Regions from separate parts of the Mus musculus genome. Here region 2 is linked to region 1. Evidence: chromatin contacts called from public HiChIP or PLAC-seq data. All regions are on one chromosome and are shown on one strand. The core of a region is the stretch at or near the end of the contact, and the rest is flanking DNA. Distances in the headings are between cores, read along the strand shown. Region 1 holds the start of Btla (B and T lymphocyte associated). Region 2 overlaps Gm30636 (a long non-coding RNA gene).

Region 1 (4,914 bases), core at 1,441-3,940:
AGGTTGTTCATTAGATGAACATGGCAATTAGGGAAAAGGCAAAAAATGTTAACGAGACCTACCAGCTCAACTTGATTTTCATCTTTCAGGCGTCCTGAGGAGCAGTGATTTCTACTCTACTTCAATCAGGAGAGAAATGATGGTCTTGAAACTAGGGGAGTTTTTCTCTGTATTTCCCCACTCTTGAGAAACACAAAAACCCACCTCCTTAGAATTTCATATTACTATAACGGTGGGAAATATTGTTAAACCATCCTTAAATAAGTTGAAAATATAGTGTTGTAAAGAATTCCATAGTTACTGAAAGTCATAGGACTTCTTCAGACTATAAAGGCTATTTATGTCATTAGTATAATTTTAAGGAATGTATCCACTATCGGTTTTGTCCAGAAGAATAAATTTTTACAAAAGATTACTTTTTACATTCTTCTTTTGAAGGGAGGGGACAGCAGGGTGCTGAGAATAGTCTAAGCCCTCATTATGTTACGTAAGTGCTCTATCACTGAACCACCCTTCCAAAACTCACCAAATGCTCCTTTCTCGACCTATATTCTTTTAAAATATATTTTATTACATTTATTTAATGTGTATATGCACATGTGTGTGTGCATGTGCACTGGAGTGTGTGTGTGTGTGTTTGGGGGGATAACACATGAATAGGGATTAGAGAGAATATTAATAACTTTCAAGATTCCAGGTTAAGTTTTCTCCCTCTACCATGTGGGTCCTAGGGATTGAACACAATTTATCAGATTTGGCAGCAAGCACCTCTACCCACTGAGCCATCCTATCAACACCCAGTCTATGTTAGTAATTTAATATGAGCAACATTGTAATCCACCATAAAAACTGCTGAATAAGGCACCTGGCCTGTGCTTATCTAAATCTTTCCATTTCATTTTCTCTATATATTGATTTATTATGTTTGGGGATAAAAATTTCAAACAAAATATTAATTATTTGAAGCAAGTATTAGTGAGACATTAATAACAAAGCATGAAGTCAGAGCTAGACATAAGTAAAATGTTCTAGTCAAAACACAGTGACTACAGCTAATTATTTTAAAATTAAGATCTGGTAAATTTAAAATGATAAGTATGTAAGGTCATAGGCAAGTTAGCTCAATTGATTTAAACATTCTACAATGTATGCCTGCATTATAATCTTACTTCATAACTAAATATCTATAGCATTTGGCGATTTTTAAAACTAGATCTACTTAAGGTTTTAATGTTAAACCTAAGTTCTCATTTAATTGGATTTTATCAAAGGTACTGAAGGAAAAAACTATTGGCAAAGGTCACCATTAACATTTATCAAGCTTTAATTGCATCTACTTACCATAGCTAGGCACTATAGGTATAAGAAAAGGCCAACTGCTAGGTATAATTATATATTTTTTAATGAAGAAAGGAAAACTAAGAAAGGAGAAGAAACTTAACTGAGTTCATAATGTAAGTAGCAGAGGGAATAAATACTCCCACCTGATAACCAAGTTTCTGTGCGTAATAAATACCAGATTATAACATACTGGGTAGAAGAATATAATGCGAATTACAACCCCAATTGTGCTATAAAATTAAAAATATTTCCTTTGTTTCACAGAGTCCAGTCTGCAAGAGGTCCCTTAGAATTAAATAGAATTAATATTTGACTCCTCTTGTCTTTCAGAGGTGGGTAATAATAAACAAGGGCTTGAATGACTAAGAAGAAGTTCTACTCTGCTCTTGGCTAGGTGGTCTTGTGACATCAGATCATTGAATCCTAAACCTCACAGTTCCAGATTTCAAGATGACATTCCACAGGACCTCAGTGGTTCTATTTTTCAATCCAACACGAATGTGCCCAGTTGCTACACGTGTGATGGTGGAAGATAAATAACCCAAGGATCCCAAGCATTACAGACCTTGTCTTCATAAACTATGGAGAATTGTTTCCTATTTTCAGTTGGCGACCATTCACAAATCATCCTGTCCAGACAAACTAAAGCGACACTCATGATTTACTCTTCAGCCTCACATCGAGAAGCCTGCTTAGTACTCTCATAGTACACCCCACAGTATTCTCATAGTATACCCCACAGAAAGAAGGAGGCAGTCTATTTAGATTGAACATTATTTGAGTGTAACCATGGCCACAGCTATAACCACAAGTATCCAAAAGCTTTCCCACCCCAGTAAGCACTACAACATCCTGCTGACATCTGATACCAAGACATGAACGTAACAAGTCTTTTCTGTTAGCATGGCAGCCACAGAGAGTTTTGTAATAGTGACAAATCTGTACTGACACATTTATAACATCTGCTCAAATCTCTTCACTTACCATCAGGACCTGGTTTTAGGAAACTTAGCTCCAGCTATGGATCAGTTTTTGCTCTGTAGCCAGGTGAGTAGCATGTCCTAACTTCACTCACATCCTGGAGCGTTTTCAAGAAGCAAAAGGGACTCATCACTCTGAGCTATATATGCCCTGGACATGAACATCCCTCTCCACAGAGCAAGCTCAACTATCACTGACAGGAACCCCGAGGAAGAAAACCAGCTTTCTTAGTAGGTCCCTTACCATTCCTCTTAGTAGCTTTCTCACAAAGGATGCTCCAGAGGCCCAGATGGAGGATGAAGAATTCCCTAAATAACCGAGGAGTCCCAAGCATGGCAGGCACTGTCTTCATTCCCAGCACGTGTCAGGTAAGGGCAAACTTCCTCTTCCTCCCTAGAGATCTTCAGAGCTGGGTCACGTTATTCACACTAGCAGCATCTTAGGCCAAAATAAATTAATTAATTTAAATCAAATCAGGAGACCTGGTGGGAGAGGACAGTGTGAGTAGTCCGAAGGATTTGTGAGAGCAAGAGGCCCTGCTGTGGTTTTGTTTCTGATCCGACCTGCTGTTCTCTTTCAAGCCCTCTGATGTGCAAAGCAGCTGGCTCCTTGCTTCCGCTCTGCCACCATTCTTGCATAACCTTGAGGTTTTTCTCAAAGTGAACAATTAAACTTAAAAAAAAAAAGATCTAAATTGTTACAGTCTTTAGGTTTAGATTCTGATCAAATCAGGGTCAGGAAATTCATACAAAAAGTACCTATGGTAAGCATATATTTCCCCTTTTTATAGTTTGTGATTATGATACTTCATCAGTGTAATGTATCTTACAACCCTCCCCCCATGCTCCCATAAAGGCACAGTAAGATGAGAATGTTCCTTGTCATGAAACCAATGAAGACTTATCTGACGTTATGGAGAAAATGACTGACAGGGTGCATTTCATCAACAGAAGAGGGAAGGGCCTCCTTCTTCAGTCTGTAGATGCCTATCAACGGAATACATGCTTGCCGTTAGTACTAGCTACACGATCTTCCTAAATATTAAAGTTCTAAGCAAAATGAGCACTTGAGTGCCAATTAGAGGAAACTTTCATTTTCCGCATGCTTTATGTGGTTGTTGTCGAGATGAAGCAGTAAAGTAAGAAATGGAAAAAGTTCAAAATTGGATAGCTCAGGGTTGCTGAGGGGCTGTGGGCACGCAGCCCACGTTCAATCACTAGCTTATAACAACAGGAATTTGGTAATTCCAAATGGAGAGGTGGCACCTGTGCAGTTTAACTCATTGAATGAAATTGAGAAATCTTTCCCTCAGAGGCTAATGGTACCCTTCCAAGGCCAAACTCCATTTAGGGTACCTATTGCATATTTGTCCAGATAAGCCACAGTGGCTGGAATACCAACATGAGTGAACGCCGCTCCAGAATTTAAGGAACTCAGCCAATCCATGCTGATGCTCACGCACCCCTGGTACGCCAGATGATACAGGTAGTCTGCAGAGCTCCTAGAATCTGCACTGTTGACCAAGGAAGCACCCTGCTTATGGTTCATTTTATACAACTCATCCCCCTTCCTTGCTCAGAATGGGGTGCAAAACTCCTGTTGGCAGTAGAAACAAGGCTCAATGTACCTCTAAAATAGCCTAAGAGGTTTCGAAGAAAAGCCTTGAATCACCACCCATCCTAAAGCTCGAGATATCATCCAAACCACAAATAAACTCTGTCAACTCCAGACCATCATAGTTCTCTAGTGGTTCTTGTTCTCTCTCCTCCTCCCCCTCCCCCTCCTCTTCCTCCTCCTCTTCTTCCTTCTTTCGGTGTGTGTGGGTGTATGTAAATGTTTATGTAGGTGTATGAACATGCTGTGTGCTTTCTGCTGGATATATGCAGGGGTCAGACATCTTTCTCAATGATTCTGCCCCTTACTTTTATTTTTTTTTTTTTAGGACAGAGTCTCTCACTGAACCAGGAGCTCATCCATTTCGCTAGAGTAACTGGCAATGAGCTCCAGGAGTCGCCTGTCATTCACCCCAATGTACGACCATAACTGGCCTTTTATGTGGCTGCAGCGGATCTGAACACAGGTCCTCAGGCTTGCACGGAAGGAGCTTTACTGACAGAGCCATCTACCCAGCCTCATGATTTTCTTTTCATACAAAGGAATTCATACGAAGTAGATAACATTTGGAGCAATCTTATAAAACTTCTCACGAATTTGAAATGATGTCCATTCTGATATTTTATCAGTGTGTGTGGCTATTTATCCCTGCACAGTTGCAAATGCCATTGGCCAAGACTTTGACTCAGAATCTCATTCCTGTCTTTATTCTAGGGTAGAAATGAAAGAAGCCAGATTCAAAAATGCATTGCTCAGAGATAAGTCTGCCTTGCTTTGTGTTTATAACTTATCCAGTAGCTAGGTTTGTTTTTGTTTTTTTTTTTTTTTAAATCTCGAATCATCCCATTATAATCATGTACTGTTTAATCCGAAACTTGTAATTTCCATGTCAATGCACAAATTTAATGAGTTTACTGCATTCCTAGAAATGCTTTCTTTTGTATGCTAGGAACAGTTTTAAAAACACAAGTCCATTGC
Region 2 (4,914 bases), core at 1,268-3,767, 120 kb before region 1:
CTTTGCATATGCTGAATGCAGTAGATTGCTTCAGCCCTTCTGCGCTTGGACCAATTTGCACCTGAATGCAGCTATCCTCTGGACTCATCCCAGTTAGGTTGGTCTACCTGGAACCTTGGCTCCCAATTTTTTTTTCTTTTTTCTTTTTTCTTTTTTCCTTTTTCTTTTTCTTTCTTTCTTCCTTTCTTTTTTTCTTTTTCTTCTGTTTTGGCTTTTCGAGACAGGGTTTCTCTGTATAGCCCTGGCTGTCCTGGAACTCACTCTGTAGACCAGGCTGGCCTCGAACTCAGAGATCCACCTGCCTCTGCCTTCCAAGTGCTGGGATTAAAGTCATGCGCCTGGCCCATCATCCCAATTTTTTAAGAAAAGAGATAATATAAAAATATTCATCTTCTACTGTTCTTGAGCAAAATACATGGGAAAAAGTTATGAAGAAGAAAACACTAAAATATCATTGTGGAATTGTGTTTCTAGTTCAACAAACAAACAAACAGAAAAACTTGTTCCCAAATGCATTATCTGTTAATGGAGACAAATTCTGCAAAACAAATATAGCACTTACTGTCTGATGTGAAGCACGGAGATAAACAAACTTGAGCAAACAATTCCAACACAGCAGCCAATAACTGAATAACATGCGTGTTCAAAGAAAGCAGGTACTGAAAGAGTAGTAAACTCAGTACTCCAAGGTATGCTAATCATAAAACAGATAGTGACATTCCTCCACCCACCCACTTCCTGAGTTCAAGGAGTATTCATTCAAAGAAAGTCACCCTGACCATTCCTGGAAGTTGCAATGCAAATGTGCTATTGTTAGGGGCTCTTAGAAACTGTCTTGAGAGTTAACAATTACCAGGTATTCCTTGTGACACCTGTGACTTTGTACTTCCTTGTGACTCTTATCTGGTATTTTTGGTATTTTCCAACAATGCCCTTCCCACCTCCTTGAGTTGTGGTTTTTTCCTTTAAATACCCCCTTACTCAGCTACTCGGGGCGCCATGGTCCTCTACCCCTGCGTGGTGTATGACCGTGGGCCCGAGAGCGCTCTTGAATAAAAATCCTCTTGCAATTTGCAGCAAGACCGTTTCTTGTGGGTGATTTTGGGGTGTCGCCTCTCCTGAGTCAGAACGTGGGGGAGTCCTCACGTTGTGAGTCCTTCAGTACCATGTGGGAGAATGGAATGCTTTGCAGAAATAGCCTGCTGAAGAAGGAGGTGGTGATCCCAAGATTAAGTATTTCTAAACTGTGAGCCACTGACCTGTATTTTATTTATAAATGCTTTGATTTGCATATACTAAAAGAAGGTATTTTTAAACTAAGTTTAAACAAGTTTCCAGAAGGAGTACTTTTCACTTATGAACGAGAGCTTTTATGTTAAGCTTCTTATGCATTACATATACTCAGAACTGTACTCACCAACGGCAGAATTAGCTCATTTTGAGAACAAGATTCACCACGTTAGCACTCACACAATTTACGCTCTTTCCAAAATAGGCATTGCATCTGGTAAAATGTAGTTGCAATCATTAATATGTAGGCTCAAGGACTTCTATTGTTATATGAACAACATAGAAATGATATGTACACCGCTCTATGAGTTTGTTAAAAATACCACCATTAGATTTTAATCTTCAGACCTTTAAAAACTATTTAAATTTTCTAGTGAAAGGGTATAAAGGGAAATATAGTGAAAACTCCAGAAAACTTTCAAATTACAAGTTTTAATCCATTTTTTTCTTGTTTACTAAGCCAAACATAGTTGGTTTTGTAAAGTTAATAAAAACCTTGCTCCTGGATATCTGTCATTCAGTTGTATCACAGACTTCAAGGCTACCTCTCTGTTGATTTGTCATCTGTTAGAAAGGAAAATAGAAGGAAATAGTTTCTAAGTTTCCTAGCCTGAGCATTAAAAGATTTTCTACACTATTGTTTAGTATCCCTATTTTATCACTCTAAATTATATAGATTCATTATTTTTCTGCTGTTATCATAAACTGTCATGGCCAGAAGCAACCTATGTAAGGCTTTTTTAGGCTTATGGTCCCAGACAGATAAGAGTTCATCATGGTGGGAAACATGGTGGCCAGTGGAGCAAGAACCTGGGAGACGACTAATGACATCTTCAACATAAAGCAGAGAGAAAGAACCAGCAGTAGGATGAAGCTATGAACTCTCCAAGCCCACCACAGTGTTATGCCTCCTCCAGTAAACCCATACCACTTTCCCAAACAATGTCACCAACTGGGAACTAGGTGGTCAAAGGCTTAAGCCTACAAGGAAGCTCAAACCACCCAAAAACAGCTGGCCAGTCCAGCTGGCCCATCCACAGGTTCAGTTCTTGTCGCTGGTGGCTGAATTGAGATTTCTGGCCAGAACATTTCTAACGTATCTCGCTTCTGGCCGGAAGAGCACACAAGCTAAGACATGAATCAGAATCTCTGGTGGAAACAATTGTGCATTCTTGGACAAGATAGGAACCAGAGCTGATTGTTTTCAAAGTCTCTGCTTGCCTGGTTTGCTTTCATCTCTGCACTCACCTTTATTATCTTCTTTTCTCTGTCAGAAAAGGAGATGCTCTTCTGAATAAAAAAGACCCATGCAATGCTGGGATTTCCCCACCCACGTGTTCACTTCTTTGTTCCATAAAGCCTCTTCACATCTCTGAGGCCCCCTCCTCAAGGTGGAGATTTGAGCTAGAAAATGCTTGGTGATTTTCCCCAGGGCACACTTCACATAATATTTGTCTCCCAGTTTTCTATGCCACTTGAGTATAACCTCAGACTGTGCTTAAAATTACAACCCATCCTATAGATATTGATCGATATTGGGGGTCAGAAGTACTTCCAAAGTGGTTACCGGTAACTGTGTTCCCAAGCAAAGAGCTGAGCAGACAAATTAGTAGAAGAAACAGTTTATAAGAAAAGATACATGTCCAAAGGACAAAGCCGGCCAGAGCAAAGAGTTGAGCATCTCAAATGGCCCCACCTTGTAGTGTTGAGATTTTTATGTTACATGAGATGAGCACTGAGGTTCATTTGCATAGTGATGACTTAGGGACTCTTTTGTACAGTGCAGTCTTTCTAAAACATACAAGCAACATCTCTCATCAGCATCTTAAATCTTCCCTTAGATGGTGTATGTTTTAGTTATAATCTGAAGTTCCCAGAAAAGAAAAAGTTGTACTCGCATTAACCATGTTACCTGACTGATTAAAAATTTAATGACTATAGAGAGCAGGAAGGAACAAATTAGCCTGTGCTATGTCTTAATAGCTTTTTGTAACTCATCTCAGTGTGTGACCGAACATCATCTGACTCTTAGGTGTGTGTATATATACACACTGCTGACTTCCTTCAGTCCAAAGACTAAGAACACCTGATAACCCTGGCAAACACCTGCCTGTTATGCTGTAACCCACCTACCTGATATTTCCAATACTACATTTGTTTTCAAGTCCATAATGACATTAAGACATGATCAAAGTCATTTTTAAATGAATTTTCTTTAATTAATGGACTTTTATTTTTTTATTATTTATTTATTTTATTTATTTATTTACTCATTTATTTATTTTGGTTTTTTGAGACAGGGTTTCTCTGTATAGCCCTGGCTGTCCTGGAACTCACTTTGTAGACCAGGCTGGCCTTGAACTCAGAAATCCGCCTGCCTCTGCCTCCGGAGTGCTGGGGCTAAAGGCATGAGCCACCACGCCCAGCTTTCAAATTATTTTTTTTTAAAGACTTGTTTATTTATTATATGTAAGTACACTGTAGCTGTCCTCAGATACTCCAGAAGAGGACATCAGATTTCATTACGGATGGTTTGTGAGCCACCATGTGGTTTCGGGAGAGCAGTCGGCGCTCTTAACCAATGAGCCATCTCGCCAGCCCGTAATGGACTTTTAAAAAGAGGAAAGTGGGATTGCTTCAAGTACCTCTCCATTTAGTTTGATACTGGTTGTTGGTTTGCTGTATATTGCTTTTATTATGTTTAGGTATGGGCCTTGAATTTCTTATCTCTCCAATACTTTTAACATGAAGGGGTGTTTTATTTTGTCAAAGGCTTTTTCAGCATGGGATAAAGAACTGTCAGAGGGCAGAATGGGAGGGGGATAATGACTGGGCAGTAAAAACAGATTAAGATTAAAGATTTAAAAAAAAAACAGAAAACAAAAACCATGAAAGTAATTTTTTAAAATTCAGTTTATTCTGATCAGTTTCCCACCTTCTTTACATCTAAGATCTTCCTTACCTCTCCACCCATCTAACTCCATGTCTCCTTTCTCTTGAAAACAGCAAGTTCAACTTAAAAAATGACAAACAAACCAGAACAAAACAAGGCAAACTGACAAACAGGGAAGGGGGAAAGGGAGGAGGCACAAGAAACACTTATACAAGGGCAGACACATGCACGCACCCATAAAAACACAAAATGGAAAACCTTGATAGACAGCCAAAAGACAAGGGAGGTGGAAATGCCCCAAGCATTATGGAACAAAACATTGCTAACAACTCCCCTGAGTTCTTCTTGTGTTAGCCATCTGCTGCTGGGCGTGGGGCCTCCCTTGAGTGTCATTTGTATACCCAGAGAGACTCTATTGGAAAACATTTGTGTGTTCCTTTGTGAGCTGTTATCAGTTGGAGAAAGCTTTTGGGTTAGGGATGCAGGCTTATGACCACTTCCCTCTTAGCCCTGAAACCTCAATAGTGGGCTTTTAATAAACTGTGACATATTGTGCTTCAACATTAATGGGTAGGGACTCTATTGCTCTTTCAATTATTCTTTTTAATTAATATTTGTTTTGTATTCTTTGCCAGTTTCATACATTCAAGCAATGCACTTTAATAATATCTACTCTCTATTCCTTTCTATTCTCCCCAAGACTACCCCCAACATGTTCCCTAATACCTTAA

Evidence for each region. HiChIP or PLAC-seq counts read pairs in DNA pulled down with a chosen protein or histone mark.
Region 2: a contact with region 1 is called in an H3K27ac HiChIP or PLAC-seq map of thymic regulatory T cells, with 4 times the contacts expected there. The contact joins the enhancer-like site here to the promoter of Btla in region 1. A contact is called at or near these places in 1 of 39 promoter capture datasets (macrophages), 1 of 15 datasets of contacts at CTCF or cohesin (CD8 T cells), 3 of 484 Hi-C or Micro-C datasets (B cells and bone marrow-derived dendritic cells), 4 of 115 datasets of contacts at active chromatin or transcription factors (CD8 T cells, fibro-adipogenic progenitors, regulatory T cell precursor and 1 more) and 2 of 9 other capture datasets (adipose tissue and liver).

What each region holds. Positions count from the first base shown.
Region 1 is chr16:45,222,113-45,227,026 of GRCm38.p6, reverse strand. It overlaps Btla (B and T lymphocyte associated), which reads right to left and starts at 2,690. Exons shown (of 6, transcript NM_001037719.2): 1 at 2,566-2,690. The coding sequence starts at 2,674.
Region 2 is chr16:45,344,729-45,349,642 of GRCm38.p6, reverse strand. The region is part of intron 1 of Gm30636 (a long non-coding RNA gene); the gene reads left to right. Among named protein-coding and RNA genes, the nearest start is that of Gm30636, 15 kb to the left of the region's middle. Within about 2 kb of position 2,517, at least 10 of the 459 cell types and tissues checked have an H3K27ac peak or open chromatin away from gene starts, as enhancers often do. A contact at or near this core is called in regulatory T cell precursor and thymic regulatory T cells, where this site is marked.